Regions from separate parts of the Mus musculus genome. Here region 2 is linked to region 1. Evidence: chromatin contacts called from public ChIA-PET data. All regions are on one chromosome and are shown on one strand. Each heading gives the region's core, a stretch centred on a gene start, on an enhancer-like site or on the middle of the called end of the contact. The rest is flanking DNA. Distances are from core to core; before and after follow the strand shown.

The links. ChIA-PET counts read pairs in DNA pulled down with a chosen protein or histone mark.
Region 2: a contact with region 1 is called in an RNA polymerase II ChIA-PET map of memory CD8 T cells, with 10 read pairs. The contact joins two enhancer-like sites. A contact is called at or near these places in 6 of 39 promoter capture datasets (embryonic stem cells, hippocampal neurons, liver and 2 more), 2 of 115 datasets of contacts at active chromatin or transcription factors (fibro-adipogenic progenitors and memory CD8 T cells) and 1 of 9 other capture datasets (embryonic stem cells).

The regions. Positions count from the first base shown.
Region 1 is chr5:64,295,528-64,298,795 of GRCm38.p6, reverse strand. All of the region lies in intron 14 of Tbc1d1 (TBC1 domain family, member 1), which reads right to left. Among named protein-coding and RNA genes, the nearest start is that of Gm38634, 40 kb to the right of the region's middle. Within about 2 kb of position 1,530, at least 169 of the 459 cell types and tissues checked have an H3K27ac peak or open chromatin away from gene starts, as enhancers often do. A contact at or near this core is called in memory CD8 T cells, where this site is marked.
Region 2 is chr5:65,215,853-65,218,863 of GRCm38.p6, reverse strand. Wdr19 (WD repeat domain 19) reads right to left here. Exons shown (of 37, transcript NM_153391.2): 6 at 2,946-3,011. Among named protein-coding and RNA genes, the nearest start is that of Wdr19, 18 kb to the right of the region's middle. Within about 2 kb of position 1,338, at least 32 of the 459 cell types and tissues checked have an H3K27ac peak or open chromatin away from gene starts, as enhancers often do. A contact at or near this core is called in memory CD8 T cells, where this site is marked.

The DNA.
Region 1 (3,268 bases), core at 281-2,780:
GAGTCACGTGGCAGCCCATGCAGGGCAGACATTCATAAGTGCTGGGGCACGGGAGAACGTAGGAAAGGAAGCAGGCGGTGTGAGAAGACTCTCAGGGAGAAAGTCCCAGGAGGAGTACAGGGAAGAAATGTGTGAGCAAGGGAAGAGTCAGAAAAGCCATGGCTAGGGAACAACCGGAATTCCACAGGGACCTTTATCTAAGTCGCTGCTGGACCGCAGGCCTGAGTGGCTCACAGCTGTAGCCAGGACCTCTGCTGCCCTCCTCCCCCGCCCACCTGCCTTGTGGGTATATGTCGCTGAAATTCTAGTCCCGCCCACCTATTACACAATGCTTATCTGGGTGTGATCTAAGGCTGGAATCCATGAAAGGAAGCCTGTGAGTTGGGAAACACTTTTGTGCTTGCTCGGAAGAGGGGATGAGGAAGTTTAAGCATAGAGGGATGCTATGAAACAGAAGTTTAAACTAGTGGACCCAGTCCTTGCCCGACTCCTATAATGTTCAGCTTGTTAAATGTGAAATTGTGGCCTCTCTCCATGGAAAACACAGCACTAAGGCTTTCCTGACCAGGCAAACATCCTGGACATATCAGCTTAAGAGACAGCATCGTCCTTAGGTATCCGCAACTGTTGAGGCAGCTGGCAGACTGAGGCAACCAAGCAAATGGCCACACATAGTCTAAGGGACCAGAAGATGTCTTTTTGACAATATGACTCTTCTGCAAAAATGACAGCCTCTGTGATGTTAAGTGTGAGCTGAACATAGGTGTGGCAGTAAAGCCTATAATCCAAGCACTCAGGAGGACTTCTGAGGTCAAGGCTGGTCTGGCCTACACTGCAAGAGTTTGTGTCAGAAAACAAAGCTGAACAATGTGGCTGCCATTTGTAGGGGAGGTGCCTACTTTTGTTTTCTAAATCCCCAAAGAGAAGAGGCTGTCTGCATCCTATGTGATTACAGCTTCCACTGACTGGTCCACATCCCTCCTATCAGGTAGACGCTGTCATTACTCTATGCTATACCTGCATATCTATGGAGGACATCGCAAAACCAGTGTTAGCCACACAGGTCACAGAGGAGCCACAATGGGGTAATCACCTCACTAGACTGACCACTAGCAAATTAACCAGAAAATAGCAAGAGAAGATGTGTGTGTGTGTGTGTGTGTGTGTGTGTGTGTGTGTGGAACCCTAGGGCACCGGGAAAGCACCAATGCTGTGAAAAGAGTGTGGCACATTAAAAATACAAGGGTCATTTGGTCAGGCGCCTCACTTCTGGCATTTGCACCAAGGTTCACAGTTAGTCACAACTGCTAAGAAATGGGTACTAAAAAAGGCCAGTCAATATAAGTAAGCAAAACCACACGTGGCACACAAAACACTGCAGGTATAATTTGACCTTGAAAGGGAAAACCTGCTATGAGCTAGCAAGAGGAAACTACTTAAATAAACTTGAAACAAGAAGACAAAGGCTGCCTTTCACAGGAACCATGTAAAGTAGCCACATTCATAGAAATAGAAAGTAGAACAAAGGTTAGTGTGGGCTGGGGACAGGGGAGGGTGCTAATGGCTTTAAGGGTTTCACTTTTACAAGAGGAAACTCACAACCAAAGCTGAGCATCTCAGCCGCTTCGAGGTGTAAGTGTGTGTTTTACACACAAACCAATGCCAGGGCACTACTCTGATCTGCGAGTACCTCCAAGGTCACGCAAGTACCTCCAAGGTCACCAAGTACCTCCAAGGTCACCCAAGTACCTCCAAGGTCACACAAGTACCTCCAAGGTCACCCAAGTACCTCCAAGGTCACCCACTTTCTCTCAAATGGCCAGAAGCAAATTATTATCACAGCGGGTCTTAGTAACCAGCATGGAATCTTACTTTTTAGTTTTTTTCCTTTTAAACAAGTCTTGCAATGTGGTACAATCTGCCCTTGAACTCTCTGCTCCTCCTGCCTCAGCCTCCAGAGACTATGGGAGTGCCCTCTCACACCAGGCCTAGAGTTTTGCTTTGCTTTGAAAACAAAGGCTTGCAGGCTGGAACGGGGCAGTGGAAAGAGCCTACAGATTCCCCTCTGGAGCACCACAGCTGGGAAGGGGAGGAGGGCATGAGAGGAAGAGGCCCGGCATGAGGAAGACTTCTGTAAGCCCGCGGCCTCCCAAAGGTCCCATCACTTTGACATCACAGCAGTCCAGAGCTCAGCATCTCCGTGTGGATGTGTGTGGAAAGTTCCCCGTTCTTTTCTGAAGACTCCCACTTCTGCCTTGTGTGGGAGGCCTGAGCTCTGAGGAGCTGTGCAATGCTGCCCCCTCACAGCTCCACAGTGACCATAACACATCTGACACAACAAGGAGCTGAGATAGGGACCAGGCACGGAGCTGAGAGGAGACAAGCAGGGCAGCCCCGCTAGCCCATGCTAGACCATGCTAGCCCATCTCCAAGCATCTGACAGGCTACTCTGTAAATGGTCCCCAAAGAACACTGATCCCAGACTCTTCTAAGTAAAGGACAAATGAAGACTGCTGTGAGCACTGGAGCTATTAAAGGACAAATGAAGACTGCTGTGAGCACTGGGGCTATGGGTCTCGGTCTTCTCATATATAAAGTGAGGCACTATAAGAATTTTCTTGTTTTGTTTAAACATGAAAAAAAAATTCCAGGCTATCAAGAAGAACTTTTTACAATCTATAGCCTTAGGGTATTGATGACAAGATTTAATCAAGTACAAAAAGAATCTTTCCACCTTGCTTACCATCAGTGTCTGTAGAAATGGCTTGGTGCTAAGAGCATGTACTGTTCTTGCAGAGGACACAGTTTTGGTCCCCAGTACCCACACTGAGCTGTACCCACAGTGAGCTGGCTGGAGTCACCTGCTGATCTTAGAATTCAATAGCCACTGAGGAAGATGGGCTTATAGTCCTCCATTGTTTCCTGAGTGCCCTTAGGCACAGCTACACAGCACAGGAGATGGCTAAGAAGCTGAGAACAACTTCCTGTCATTGAACTGGAAATGAGTGAGACAGGAAGAGGCTCAGGGAAGACAACCTGCTTGGTGACACTCTGCCACAAAAAGAGGCAAGAATTGGAGAGAAGAATCTACCACCAAAAGGCCTGGTGACCAACAGGTCCTGTTCTCACAAGCCTCAGCTTCTTCATCTATAAGGAAGTTGAATAGATGACTTTCAACATCCTCACCTGCTTTTAGGATTCCTTGAAAGTGGTACACTTGATATCTATCACACACTTTCAGCAATGCTATTTTGGGGGAGAAGTATGG
Region 2 (3,011 bases), core at 89-2,588, 920 kb before region 1:
GTCTCAAATGCAAAGGATAATGGCCTGGGGTGCAGCTCAGGGTTAGGGCGCTGGCACAGCACACAGCTCTAGGTTCAACCCCTAAAGCTGCACAACCAAGACAAGACAGAGCCACCGGAACAGTCTCTAGCCTCCAGAAGCAAGATAGATGCTGAGCAGGGCGAACAGAAATGACAGAGGGATGACTTTCTGAACCACAGCAGACACACAGCAAAAGAGACAAGACGTGCGCGGTATGCTTTGCCTACAAGTGACACTTTCTGTGGTATGCCTACTTTGAGAAGGAGACTTCTTAAGGTTAGAAAGTGCAAACAGTTATCTTGTATGCAAATACTGGCAAGACGTAATGATCTCCTGTGATGCTCTGTAGAAAAAAGTATCCCAAGGTCATTCATGACTCAGGGGACCAAAAACTGCAAGAACACACCAGGGATGTCCAGTGTGGGCACCTGAATTGGGGGCGGGGCAGCAGTAAACAGTGCATCTAATGTTCTGTTTCTAAAGGGCAGCAGAATAGAATGATCAAAACTGCAAGGTGACTAGAGCTCATGTCGGAGCAAACAGCGTTGAGAAGGCCAGAAGAATCTTAGAAAGTATACTAGTTTGAGGCAGTGACTTGGCTGGGTGGACAAAAAGTGTTTAGCATATGTACCCAATGACCTGAGCTTAAGTCCCAGATTCCATATAAAGGCAGAAGGAGAGAACTGACCCCACAAAATTGTTCTCTGATCTCCATTCACATGCTGTAGCACACATGTGTACTCATGTCCACCATATGTGCACGCGTGCACAAGCACACGTGTGGGTGTGACCATATGGCTGGGCTATGACAGGAAAGGAAACCAACAAGGCTGCTTTTGGCTCAGCTTCTCCACTAATTTCTAATGTTTTGCCTCCCTCTCTCCCTTTCCCGGGGCTGAAATGCAGACAGAACCCTGAGGCAGGAGCTTTCAGCTGGCAGGTAAGGATGCGTCCTGGAAAAGGCCAGAAGCTAAGATGGAAGGGAGATGGCATTCTGGGTAACCCACCCACTTCCTTACTGCTACATGAGAAAGACAGGAAACCACAACACGACAACTGTCATGTTCTTACAGTCCCTATAATTCGAAACTTATAATTCTGTTACTATTTACTTACTTATTTACTGGTCCTAAGGACTGAGCACAGAGCCTCGTGAACTGAGCCACACTCCCAACCTCTGTGATAACATTTGCCCACACTCTGCCTTATTCAGGTTGTCTTCTGTCTTTTAAAGATTCACAGTCTAAAGTGTACTGGTTGTTACCACCTCCCAAAGCTATAAAGCATAAAAGCTGGACCACAAAATTTGGTAACTCATCATGAAAGGCCATGTGTCTTTTAGAAGACTACCTAGTATCACGGCAGGAGTGTGTGTGAATAGGAAAGTCCCGTGAAGGTGAAGAACCTTTCATAACAACCTTTGCTTAATTGTAAATAAGAGTCCCAAGAGAGCTACATGAATTCCTTCCTGTCCACACTCCATCACCTCCTACTAGGCTCCAACTCCTCCAAGGTTCCCCTACGTCCCCACAGTATGTAGACGAGAGACCAAACTTCAGACAACGAAACCTTGGGTGATAAACCACATTCAACTCCAGCACACTCCATGGGAGAGATCCACATGGTAGGGAATCAGGACTTACAGTGGATAGAGTGAGTCTGTATAGGAACAGAAATCTGCAAGGAGCTGAACTCTACCAACCACTACGTGAGTGAGCTTAGAAACGGCCTTGTGGGAGATTCTGAGGCAGAGGCACTCCAAGAAGCTGCATCTGGATTCCTTGTCAACAACAATGAAACACTGATGTTTCAAGCTCCTACATTTTGAGATATTTTGTTATACAACAACAGCTGACAAATACATCACATTTCCAACTGTCTGTACAGTACAGACCAAGGAAGGTTTATCTGTGTGCTGTGCCTAAGCAGATATTCCAAGAGTATTTCAGTCAGTGCAGCCTAGTTCAGACAGTACAGTAGGGCACTGAGGTATGGACTGTAAAGACAGTACACCAGGGTACTGAGGAATAGATAGTGGTTCATGGAATAATTTTCCCAGTGGTGATGCTAGGTAGCCATTGACAATGCAGATTCTCTGAAGAAGAGATCCTCTTAGGATCAAATCAAGTTTGGGAAATTTCAACAGAAGAAGGAATTCATCTTAATTGAGATTTAGTCAGGATTCCTTTGGAAACTATTTAACATATCCATTAAAGGTATATCCATTAAAGCTTTAGACTCAGGAAGCCTGATTTGGAGTCCACAGTTCTCTAGTTCTTACCATTTTATCAGCATGCATGCATAAAACTTCACAAACATACTGTCTGAAACCACAGAGCTGATAATCCATTTGATATCAAAGGGGAAAATATATTTCCTTTAATAGCTAACTTATTAATCTTAAAGAAAAAAATCCTAGTAAAAAAGGATTTGTGTGTGTGTGTGTGTGTGTGAGTGTGTGTGTGCGTATGCAAGTGTGAAAGTTTGTGTGCCCACTTGTATCTGGGTGCTGTGTGTGTGTATGGATGCATGGGAACAGACAAAGGTTTCTGATCCTTAAAACATAAAACTGGGGGCTGGAGAGCTGGCGTAGTAGTTAGAAGCACTTGTTGCTCTTGCAGAGGACCCAGGGTCAGTTCCCAGTGCCCACAGATGGCTAGTAAACATCTGTAACTCCAATTCCAGGAAACCTGACGACACCCTCTTCTGACTTCAGTGGTCACCAAGCATGCACACGGTATACACACATAACTGCAGGCAAACACTCATACACCAAAAGTAAAATAAATCAGCATCTTTAAAAATATGGAATTATAAGCATATTCCACAGTGACTTAAATAAACTTTTATACATTAATCTGACATAAAACTGTTTACCACAAGGAAAAATGAACATCTCACATAGAGAGATGGTGGCGTGTTACCTGTCTTATTGTGTCGCCTTCCTGGTTACTAACTGTAATCATTTTATCTTCACCTCCCAAAGCAAG